Linked DNA regions of Rattus norvegicus: region 2 is linked to region 1. A link is a contact called in public Hi-C data. All regions are on one chromosome and are shown on one strand. Each heading gives the region's core, a stretch centred on a gene start, on an enhancer-like site or on the middle of the called end of the contact. The rest is flanking DNA. Distances are from core to core; before and after follow the strand shown.

What was found. A called contact is a pair of places that touch in the nucleus more often than the background predicts.
Region 2: a contact with region 1 is called in a Hi-C map of frontal cortex, with 3 times the contacts expected there. The contact joins two enhancer-like sites. A contact is called at or near these places in 1 of 12 Hi-C or Micro-C datasets (frontal cortex) and 1 of 1 datasets of contacts at active chromatin or transcription factors (oligodendrocytes).

Annotation. Positions count from the first base shown.
Region 1 is chr5:116,452,629-116,459,263 of GRCr8, reverse strand. It overlaps C5h1orf87 (similar to human chromosome 1 open reading frame 87), which reads left to right. Exons shown (of 12, transcript NM_001411863.1): 12 at 506-994. The coding sequence ends at 666. Among named protein-coding and RNA genes, the nearest start is that of C5h1orf87, 71 kb to the left of the region's middle. Within about 2 kb of position 5,298, at least 39 of the 93 cell types and tissues checked have an H3K27ac peak or open chromatin away from gene starts, as enhancers often do.
Region 2 is chr5:116,532,611-116,538,362 of GRCr8, reverse strand. No RefSeq gene overlaps it. Among named protein-coding and RNA genes, the nearest start is that of C5h1orf87, 8.3 kb to the right of the region's middle. Within about 2 kb of position 1,777, at least 17 of the 93 cell types and tissues checked have an H3K27ac peak or open chromatin away from gene starts, as enhancers often do.

The sequences.
Region 1 (6,635 bases), core at 4,049-6,548:
TGACATTGTCATAGCTGAGACAGATGACATATGGATGACAGAATGCTTACTGTGGATCCACACCTCTATCATACATGTTAGTTGAAGACAGTCACAGAAAATGTGTGTCAAGGAGCAGCAGCTTAACTCTTACATGTCTGGGAAGATTCGTAGGTACGTTCGTAAGAAAACTCCTGAATATTTAGGAACATGCTTAGCAAGCACACCTCTTCTTTGAAAAATTGCCTTTAAATTTAAGTATGTATACAAAGAATAAGCTTAAATTCTTTAGAACAAATCTGTGATGTTATTGGATCTATCTGCTTTGTTCTACCCCAAAGTCATCGTCTTTGGTCTCTAAGCTGTATCTTACTGTAACTATCTTAAGTAAATTTTAAGAATCTTAAAGTCATAGAAATTAGTGTTTAACATGTACCTACAACTCATTCAAGTGAACACATATCTGTTCTTTAGTCTCCCTTCCTCTTTAAAAAATAATAAACCTTATCTACCCATGTCATCACAGGAGTGCTGGAGTGGGAGCGAGCCAAGCGCCTCATTCACAACTACAACCTCATTTACAAATTGTCCCTGAGTCCCCGGAGAATCGACCAGGCCCTTCGAAGATTCCGTTCTGGAGAAAACATAATCTTGGAGCCAGCACTTCAGTACTTAAAGGAGCTGTGAGAACAAGAACACATTGTGAGAGCAGCTGTCTCTCTCATGCCCCCTTTACGGGGACCTGTGCTTCTGCTCAGGTTGAGGGCTGGGCAGAGATTTTGTCATAACTAAGACAGATGTAGCTGTTCTAGCCAGTTTTGAGCAGGATTTGGCTGTGAGGAGGAACAGTTCACAATGATCAGAGATGCAGCTTTCTCTTCCGATATAAGAGTCTAATCATTTGAAGTGCTCTTCTGTTCTTTCAGTACGGTATTATCAATGTGTTAGATTTTTTCTACATTTCTAACAAACTGTTAAACTGTTTTTGAAAAAACCATGAGTTCATGTGTCAAAATGCATTCTTAATATTAATAACTCACCAGAATGTCTGGTACAGAATAGAGCTTAATTGTTCTTTTTGTTGGGTTGGATTTTGAGATAAGGTGTGTGTGTGTGTGTGTGTGTGTGTGTGTGTGTGTGTACACATGTAGTCCAGCTGGACCCTCAAGTCATAATCTTACTGCCTCAGATTCCTAAGGGCTTTAATACATAATTTACTATGTAGTTAAATAGGCCACCATGCTGCCTCTATTCTAGGAATGATTTTGACTATATAAATAACAAAAGGTATGGTGGCTCATACCTTTAAATCCCAGCACTCATGAGGCAGAGGCAGTTGGACCTCTGTGTTCAAGGCTAGCCTGTTCTAGTGAGTGAGTTCTTAGGAGAGCCAAAGCTACAACACAGAAACCCTGTCTCAAAGAGAAAAAATGAACAAATAAAAAATAAAAGTATTGACATTGTCTTAACGGTAAGCAGAACAATGATTTAAAGTTCGCGTTTTCTATGTAAGTATAGCACCTTTCCCAAGGCAAAACTAGGCAATGTGAGCAGTGGCTTCAGGGATATTTCTGAGAGTCCCCGAGAGAAGTTTCAGGGAAGGGCACGTGGGATTACACTTTGGAAGTGCTCTCCCAGGGCAGGAAAATCTAGTAGAGTTTTCACCAACCATGTAGTTCTATCTTTAACATGTTCTCCAGCTCTCCACCTCTTCTCTTCCCAAGCAGCCGAGAAATAGCCATAGGTTCATCTGAAGGAGCATTATCTTGAAGCTTCAGAGATAAGATGATCCCAGGACCCATGTTAATGAACCTTAAACTGGATGCTGAACATGGATAGTATAGAAGATAAGATGAATGAATTAGGTCACGTCAGGCAACAATCAAACAAAGTAGCTTCTGAGTGGGCCATATTGTCCGTTTTATAGTGTGGTGTGTTAGGACAGCACCTCACGAACAAACCTTCAAGAACAAAAGCAAAAACACCTAGATTCAGAAAAATAAACATTAATGTTGAACAACTTACCTTCTGGAACCACTAGACCTCCTTGGTAAGTCAACAGAGTAAGAATAGACATGGCTTTCTCCTCCTGACAAGGAAACAAGTAAAGAAAATGAAGGCTTTAGGATTAATAGTTCAATACGACTATTAAGTATCAGAAACTTGGCACTTTATTTCCCCAACTTTCATATCTCAGTAAGATGTCTCATGGGTCCATTTCACAGATAAACAGACAGGCTCAGAAAAATAGAGAGTATAAAAATTGTGGCTGTACTAGTCATTTGCCAGAAAGAGGTAGCTTTCTGGGGAGCCATAGATCAAGGTCTACCCTTTATCTCTGGGCAGACAGACTAGAGAGGCAGCTGGGGTGCAGAGAACTCTAAACCTGATGTGAAATTAATGAACTCAGTCAGAATCTTCAGCAGCAAAGATTTTCCCTCATTCAGGCTTTTCTAGCCAACATCCAATAGAGCTCTTGATCTAGCAGCCTCAGTAACCAGCTGATGTAAATGGACAGGGCTCTATTTACAGACGACGCTGCAATGTAGCAGGTGTTCCCAGAGCTTTGTGACTCTAACCAGTGTTTCCTTTTGTTTGGGCCAAATGGATATTTTTATATGGAGGAACACCATGACCAGATCACAACCCCCTTTCTACTCTCACCATCCAGATTATACCAAGACTATAAAAGGAACAGGCTCAAAACAGCTAAACTCCATTCACTACGCAGTAGATTTGGCAGTGACTTAATCCCCCTGAACTTGTTTCTTTGTCTATAAGAAGGAAGTAATTGGACTGCTTTGTAAGAGTGTGATAAACACTGGAAGCAATGCCATTTTTACAACTCTTTGTATGCATGAGACATAAACTCTCAGGAAATCTCAAAAAGAAAAAGAACTGAACAAATGGCCTGTGTAGATAAACAGGAGAATCGGGCCATTACCATACCAAAACAAATTTTGAAATACATTTTCTTATTCTAGGTACAAGTAGCAATTTCTTTTGAATCATTCACAGCTTTACCCCTAAGATTGTGTGTATGTGTGTATATGTGTGTAAGTGTATGTGTGTGTGTCGTGCGCCCAACGTCTCGCCAGCAAGAACGACTCGTGGCAACAGGATTCTTCTGCGAACAAACCTTTACTGTACAGCTCTCTTGAACAGGGACAGGGAACATCAAACAGCAAGAGTGCTCGCCTTATATACACAACAGTAGGCTAATAATCTCTCAGGGATTGGTGGGGCACGGGTCACCCCACTATCACCCCACTACTTGTCCTCCAGGGATTGGCGGAGAACGAATCACCTCACCAGCATGGTACCACCCCCTCATTAGCATATTACTGGCCAACTGACACCAGGTACAAAACCCGCGCATGTGCAGTACTATTGTTCACCACAGGAGGGCGCCGGATCATACAGCTGCCCTGACGAGGGGACAAGCCTGCGCATGTGTGGAAAGTTGTTTACATTCAGACAGGGCTGGCTGTTGGCGCCATCTTTGTTTTGCCGTGCCGCTCCCTACATGTGTGTATGTGCATATATATATATATGTGTGTGTGTGTGTGTGTGTGTGTGTGTGTGTGTATTGTGTTTGTATATACATATATGTGTGCCTGTGTGTATGAGTGTGTATGTGTGTGTATGCGTGTACGTATGTGCGTATTTGTGTCTGTGTATATGTGTGTGTGTACATGTGTGTATATGCATGTGTGTGGTGTGCATATTTGTGTGTTTGTGTGTTTGTGTGAATGCATGTATATGTGTATATGTGTGTGTAGTATATATGTGTGTGTATACTTGTGTGTATGTGTGTTTGTTTTGAAACAAAGGGAGACAGGAAGTGGGAGATTATGGGGAAAAGATGGATCAGTGAAGAAATGTGGGTAAATCTGATCAAAATTTGTTGTATGAAATTCTCAAAGAATTAATAAAGCATACATTATTTTAAAAAGAACAATAAAACAGACTTTACTTATAACTATGATGGTAGCATAGGGACTACTTTGAGAGATTTATACCCTAGAGGAGAGATACTGGACCAACTTCAATATGGCAAAGGGAAATGGGAACTTGTAGTCAATGTTCAACAAAATTAGGGTCAGGCCACATGAACTCAGACTACATGATCACAGGATGGTTAGAATTTAGCCAAGAAGAAAATCTTGGCCTGGGGGTTGTCTTTATGCTTGTCTGTTTGCATGTGCGTGTATTATGAGAGTAATTACTCATTACTTTTGTCTGAGTAAAAATTAAGGAAATAAAACTTAAATTCATAGAGAAGATTATTTATTAAGGTAACAATATGACAGTAGAGGTTATATGAGGTCTGCTATGAAACAAACATATTGACATCAATAGTAATATGTTATGACGTTATTATGCTTCAGATTGTCATCGTGGCATTTGCTATTCTCTATGATTTTTCAGATAGTGTCTTGTTGAATGTGCGCTGTGTGTCACTGGGGAGTTCTAATAAAGATAGAAGAGTAAAGGCCAGTGTCTCTTGATTGATAAACTTCCTAAAGCAGGACATTCCTAAGTGGGCAACATTATGCAGTAAGCTTCTTAGAGATGATGCTGTGTGTGTGTGTGTGTGTGTGTGTGTGTGTGTGTGTGTGTGTGTGTGTTGTATGCCCTAACTTTCCAAGAACCACAAAGTGTAAAGACGGGGAGAGTAAAGGATAGAGGCATTTTCTCAGCAAGAGCAGACTTTCTCACACCATATAGCCTTGAGCAATTACGTTTTACCAGAGCAAAACCCTTCCATTCATATTAAATGAGATACTGCATCAAAGGCTTAGCAGTGTATCTTGCATGCCACAGAGAAGTGCCACAGAGGAAACAAGTATCCTCTATTTTTATACAGTATTTCCCTTCACAACAGGCCTAATTATTGTCTTTTCCTAGGTCTTTTCCAGATACTGAAACTAGCATTTGACTCATTTTCAGAGTGCTTTCCTGATCAGCAGAAACTGCCTTTTACATTACCCTCCTGCCTGTAATTGCTTCTCCCAACTTTACAAAATAGGTTGGCATTATTATATCCATTCTACGGTTGAAAAAACTGAAGCTCGGGATACCGCTGAAATCACATTGGGTCTAACAGGCCTAGTGAGACTGACTGAGCCAGGAGTGGAAAACTTGTGTAAACTCCAAGCCCAACAATGTTATGCAGGCTGCGCTGGCAGCAAACAACTCGTACAGCATTGCCATGTGAATGGTCTGATTCTTCAGCAGGCCTGGCAGCAAATCCAAGCAAAGCCTCTTCAACTTTTTCACCAGCACCAAAGCCCAGATCCTTCATCATGTGGGTCACTGGTGAACACCTACTGAATGGAGCCCACACAGGAACATTAGCAAACCCCAGCTGCTTTCTCTCAGCTCCATACCCCTCTGAGCAAGTAACAAAGCCTTCTCCCGCCACCTGGGTGTGAGATGTTCACAAAAGCGAAAACATAAGAAGAGAGAGGAGAGTCCAGAGTTTGCTAAATGTTTTCTAACTCTTCTGAAGAATTTCCCATGATGATTAAGAGAACAGTAAGGAGGGGGTGATGCTCTAATTGGGATCAGAAACTGGAGAGCTTTGGTGCCATCTAGAGAACTGTGAACTTCTGGAAACAAGTGCGTGCCTTTCTTCTCTCCCTGTCCTCCCTGTCTTTAGGAGCCTTTCAGCTACAGTTCCAATGCTCCTTAGCAACAAAGGCGGGCTTCCCAGAGCTGGGTGCCTCAGGAATGCCAGCCCTTTCCCTCATTAGCATCGAGGGGCCTCATCTGCCTGCACAGTTGGCCAGAAACCATGCAAAAGGCAAAGTGGTTTGGGGAGGGCCCAGCATTTACCACGGCTTGTTGGAAAGTGGGAAGCTGCCACAAAAGTTTCCAAACAAAAGGCATCAATATTATTTGTGGAGCCATCAGGCTGCCTGGGACACAATATGGCTCTGGCTTGGCCACATGCTCCCACCCCAGGTTCTGAGCAAAGACTCCAGGCCTTCCCACATCACATCTTGGCCTCGGATCCTTGCAAAGTACATTGTTTCCATCCTCCCCCTCTTCTGCTTTGTTGCTCTTCAGACTCAGTTTTTCCAAAATGGACAATGGGTAGACTCCAACTGGTAGTGCGGTTGCCCAGAGGAGGACAGTTGACAAAGGGTAAATGGTCAGATGGTAGGACAATCACTAGCAGATGGTGCTTTTGGGGATAGAGTCCAGGAAAACTCATAGGCAGATTGAGCTCTGACAAAGGCCAAGGGAGATTTATCTTGTGAAGAGCAATTGGCACTTGGTACCAAGCCCTAAAGCACACACACACTGCTATCCCACACAGTTTCCTCTTTTTACAAGGGAGATTTAGACTGAGAGTCTGTCTCATCAGAATTCCAAAGTTCTGTAATCCCCAGAAGATTACAACTGAAGCTCATTTTCTGCTTTGAAGGAGCCAGCTCTAAGCAGGGATTCCTCGGGTTTCCTTGTGCTTAGACACCTTCCAAGAGTGACTTCACTATGTGTCCCTTCAGACAAGTCCAATTTTTTTTTTCCAAAAGCCATCTCTCTCCTCCCGGTGGACATAGAGAGTGTAGATTGATGATTCTGTCACCCTGTGCCTGGCCTTATTGGCAGAAGGAAAGAAGGTGTAAGGGTAAGGGAAATGGGAA
Region 2 (5,752 bases), core at 528-3,027, 83 kb before region 1:
CCTCAAACTGAGAGCCAAAATAAAGCCTTTCTTCCTTCCTTAAATTGTTTCAGTTAGGCATTTTGTCAACGTAACATGAAAAGTAATATCTACATTTGACAAATATACCCTTGGGAGGGAATACGGAGGAAAAGTGTAGAACAGAGGCAGAAGGAACACCCATTCAGAACCTGCCCCACATGTGGCTCATACATATACAGCCACCAAACTAGATAAGATGGATGAAGCAAAGAAGCACAGGCCGACAGGAACAGGATGTAGATCTCTCCTGAGAGACACAGCCAGAATACAGCAAATACATAGGTGAATACCAGCAGCAAACCACTGAAATGAAGGAATTAGAGAAAGGACTGGAAGAGCTTGAAGGGGCTCAAGACCACATATGAACAACAATGCCAAGCAACCAGAGCTTCCAGGGACTAAGCCACTACCCAAAGACTATACATGGACTGACCCTGGGCTCCAACCTCATAGGTAGCAATGAATAGCCTAGTAAGGACACCAGTGGAAGGAGAAGCCCTTGGTCCTGCCAAGACTGAAGCCCCAGTGAACATGATTGTTGTGGGGAGGGTGGTAATGGGGGAGGATGGGGAGGGGAACACCCATACGGAAGGGGAGGGGTTGGGGTTAGGGGAATGTTGGCCCAGAAACCAGGAAAGGGAATAAAGATCGAAATGTAAATAAGAAATACCCAAGTTAATAAAGATGGAGAAAAAAATCCCCCTTTGGTATTTTATTCTGCAGAAGCTTGTATCTCTGAGCCAAGAATCTCTTCGCTAAAACCATAGCTCATAGAAGTCTGTTCTTTAGTCTAGACCATACCCCTGGCATGAACTCACTTTTAGGGAGATCAGAAGGATCTATTTTTTTATCAGAATTGTAATCTTTAGTATTTATTGAGCAGGGACCAAGTCATTGGTGGTACTGAAGAGCAAAGTCCAATCTCTCAAGAAAATACAGAAATTACTTGGGAAGTCTGATTGTCCCAGCAAGAATGATGGATTGTTAAGTGGGTCTCTTGCCTGGGAGATGCCTAGGGCACTAAGCACCAAAGAAAAAGAAAACCTCAGTCACATGGGCACACAAATAGAAAGGATCTGTTCTGCAGAAACTGCATGGGTCCCCATAGAAACACTGGCCCTCGGCCAACACGGCAATGCTGAGAGTCCTTTGATCAGTAATTGAAGTACTACAACAAATGCTTCACACTTCTGGATGCTAGTTCCTAGGAACTAGGAATTCTAAATGGTCTGCAGTGCTCTGGACAGTCCATTAAAATGAAGAATGCCAGTACTGTCTCAAATGCAATAATAAGGCCTCACCCAGACAACAGAGACAACTATGCATCTTTTATTTCCTTTCTACCAACAGTTTCTGAGGGCCTTCATAGCAAGTCCTCAATTAGAATGGATGCATCTGATAGAACAGACATTTCCTCTTATATAGTCCAAGCTATCCTGCTAGGTATTCTGCTCATTCTCACCAACACTTCATTGTAGATTTTTCTCCTTCTCTATTTAGGATATCAAGAAAACAACTCGAGGATATTACTGTCTTGCCAGTCTCAGATGAGGGGAATATCAAGAAGAATATTACCTGCCAAGAATGTTGCTGTCTAGAGAACTTAAATACATCTCTCTTGGGAGATGACCACAACGCTGCCTTTCTTTGGACCCTCACTATGTGGAGGTCACACTGGGCCTCATGCCAATGTAGAAGATCTCCCATCACTTCTCCGTTGAGTGATGATCACCTGCTGTCTAAACAAATATTGCATGTGTTTCTGTATTTCACGGTCTCCCACATATTTTCCATAATCATTCCTTAGCAATGTGTAGACTGGGGTGCCTGAGACCTAGATTTTAGATAAACAATTTTTTCCTACTTCAGCTTTAGTCCAACTCATATAAAGCTACTCTGTTCTTTTCTCTCTACAACTCTTTCCCACCTATGACAGGAAAAAAAAATAAACCCTCTCCTGAACTCACACCATAAGGGTTACATGTCAGTTTAGTTCAGAAGGTTTATGTAAATCCCAGGTTATAATCAGACTGGAATCTCCTCTTCCACTTCTTCCAAACTGAACAAACTATATTTTCCTTTCATGTGCTGAAAACTGGCAGATTATATATGTAATAGGTGAAAAGGGGAAGGAGGAAGGTAGGCGAGCATAAGGCACATTAATGCACATCCCATCTTCTAATCATGCACTTAATGGTCAAACTCCTTTACCTGCCTGCATTCTACACACATATTTCTTTTCTAACAACTCACCGAATAACCTTGGACCCTACCTCCACTGGGCTATAACTACATTCCTCTCTGAAAAACATAATAGAATTTTTTCCCTAACAAAAATCAAACTTTGACAGTTTCTTCTCCAATATATTCCCAATATATCCAAAGCCAACCAACCTGAACTGATTTTGGGTAAGCATAAAGTAAGACAGAACTGAGTCTTCATGTGAACTTTTAAGGAGACCTTGTAGGATGTTGCTTTGATGCTGCTCATATTTAAATGCTAAATTTTGTACCCCAAGATCTGGTTGACCCCAATGAGATCTTCACATATACCAAGTGATTCTAAGTCACATTGCTCCCCAAGGTAACTGGTCAATAAAAGGTTAAACCCTAGGCTTAGACAATAGATAGAGGTAGGCAAGTTTTCAGTTAACTGGCCTGGGTTGCAGGTAAAGGCAGGAAAAAGAAAGGACAGGGAGACATGAGAAAGCTGACGTGCTAGGAGGTGGACAATGAACTCATAACCAGGAGAAACAGCAAGTAACAAGGGACATATGGTTGGGATTAAGTTAGAATAGCTCCAAAATCTGCCTGATCTAGGCTTACAGTTTATAAATAAAATACTTGAAGTGTGTGTCTTTTATGTGGGCTAGCAAGAATTTATAATTCCATTTACATACACCTCCTATTTATCGTCTTATCCCTATGAATAATTGGGTTTGCATATGATTATAATCAGATGCATTATGGGAAGGACATGCACTATAGAAAATGATAATCTTCTATCAGAAAAATCCAACCTCTTGAATCCCATAAAAAGGAGTTAAGAACAACTATCAGGATCTTTGAGGATTTTCATTTATGTGGCCCAACTTTCCGTCATGGCAGCATATTTCTGACCTGTACTATTGCTCTTTTTACATAAAGTTTTCTTGCTACTTTTGTAAGTATGGTTAAGTTCTTATGCCAGTGCTTTGAATTGTGTCAACAACACAGTCCCCTACCACCAGTAAGAGAAAGGGAAAGAGAGAGGAAGGAGAAGAGATAGAGAAAGGCTGAAGTATATAAGCAAGAAAGTCAAATATGTGTAAAACACCGGGCACACACCAGATTCTCAAGTTTAGCTAACATGTTTTACAACAATGCCATTGTTCTCAATGGCAACTTAAGAATAAAGAAACTGAGACTCAAGATCACAGTGCTATTAACTCATAGAATTGGATTCCTAGAACATATTTTCTGACCCCAGAGTCCAGGAACTTTGGTTAAAGCATGTAAACTTCGTTTTATCACATAGATGATGAAAGTACTTTGAAGTAGTATAGCAAACTATCAGACAGCAGAGGCTATGTACATGTGAATGTGGGTTCATGTTGTACACAACTCCTTTATTTTCCAAGCATTGTATCCTCTCCCAGCATGTTGTGACAAGAAAGCTGGTTGGTCATGGCTAAGGATGAAGCTTTCAGCTGAATCCAAAGGAGACGTCAAGCTGTGTGTCAGCAAAGCCCACATCACATGCAATGCACACCAATTTACACCCCTCTAGATATAATAGCAGTCAGGTTACAGATATAAGTAGGTAACTTTCTTTCAATATGTGCTGTGAGTAGATATAAACAGTAAACAACATTTCCTTCATTTGAAAGTAGTAAAGGCAACAGACGGAAAAGTCCTGTTAAGAGCCTCTTGGAAATCTTACATATCTACATTCTGTTTGCAAACACAAACTTGTTCAGAAGTTCAGAACCATAGTGACTTGTATACAACTGGAGTATGGCAGACAAGGGAACTTTTCATTAGACACTTCTCTCTGTCCAGCTACATGCATCAACTTTCCTCCTTGGTCATTAGGGAGGCAAGATTTTCTCATATTAACCACTTGTGCTGCAAGCAGAAATAATGCATACGGTTTTTATAAAACAAACAATATTTCTTAAGTTAGGTAACACTTCAACATTTTTTCCTCTTTCTACAGATGTCAAGGAAACATGAGAGAAGATGCCACGCAGTCTACTTGGACCAGACATTTGAACCACACATCAAGAATAATTGTCCTAGAGAAATGCCTGCAGTGTGAATGAAAACTTGACTTTCATTCACTTTTACTATTATGTTCACTATGCACGTGTGTGTGTGTGTGTGTGTGTGTGTGTGTGTGTGTGTGTGTGTGTGTGTGTGTGTGTGTATTTCAGAGAACAACTTCTGAAAGTCAGTTCCCTTCTTTCACTGTATGGTTCCTAGGGATTGGACTAACATCCTCAGACCTTTATGTGCTGAGCCATCTTGCAGGCTTGACTATCATTTCTATTAAGCACTGAGATGTAATATATATTGGCATATGAGATTTATTTTGTCCTGAGTAACCCGATAGATTATTTTACTCACATGTGCAATATGCATATCTCTCTGCACATTTCAATTCAGACCACTTGGAAGTGCTACCATGAAACATCCCTTTTCTGGACCACAGTGTGTTTCTCCCACAAAAAGTTATGTTTATTGATGAGTGGTAGGGATTTTAGGCATTGAAAAAACTCCTGAATATACACACAGGTCCTTCATTCAGACACTTAAGTAGTCTTAGGAAATAGATACAGCTTTCTTGCTCTCCTCAAGTATTCATGTATCAAGTATGACAGCCAGACTGCAGTCAGAGGTTGTGAGTGACAACAGCAGGGACCATCACAGAGACTGTAAGATACACCCAGACCCATAATGTACAATGCCCACGTGTTACATGTGTATTTGATCTTCCCAAGGATGAAAGACTATGGTCGTACAATGAGAAGTCAGTCCAACCTCCATCTTGTACAAAGTGTTTAATTTCTCCCTGTCACTGTTTCCTTCAGTGGGTAAAACATTTCTTACTCTAAAAATTATTACTGTGTTGGAGAGAATATACAACTTTCTGGAGAGTAGTTTACTTAGTAAATATTGCTGTATAATAACAAATGCCATTCTACAAAATGAAGGAATAATGACTAATATCCACTACTGGCATATTTTAATATTAAGTACAAATGGTCATGGATGTGGCAGAGTGACACTTGAACCCAGAGCTTCTGGCTTCAGAGTCAGAGCTCTGGCTTGTTATAACTTAGTCAATTGGGCATCTAAAGCCGCCAGCTCCTTCTCGAGAGCCTCAGTTCCTAAGACTGTCACCTGGAGGGAAAGCGGGTTGGTCAACGTATGAGGTGGTGGAGGGGTAGGTTCCGTCTAAGTATTGATTCTGTTTAAATATTTTGAAACATATAAGCAAGTAACTTTCCTGACGATCCATAGCAGAGGAAGCTTTCTGCTGTGTAGTAAATTCTGGGGATTTTCTTGTCACTTTACCTCTGCCTCTACTATCACACTTTGCAGTTTATAAACGTACTCTGAGGAGTAAGTATTAGCTCTCCAGTGCAATGGCGATGACTCTGGTTTGTGATTGTGCCACTTACAGTTAGCAAGACCTTGGGAAGTTATCCAATCTCCTGACAGGTTCATCTAACTCAGACTTCTGAAC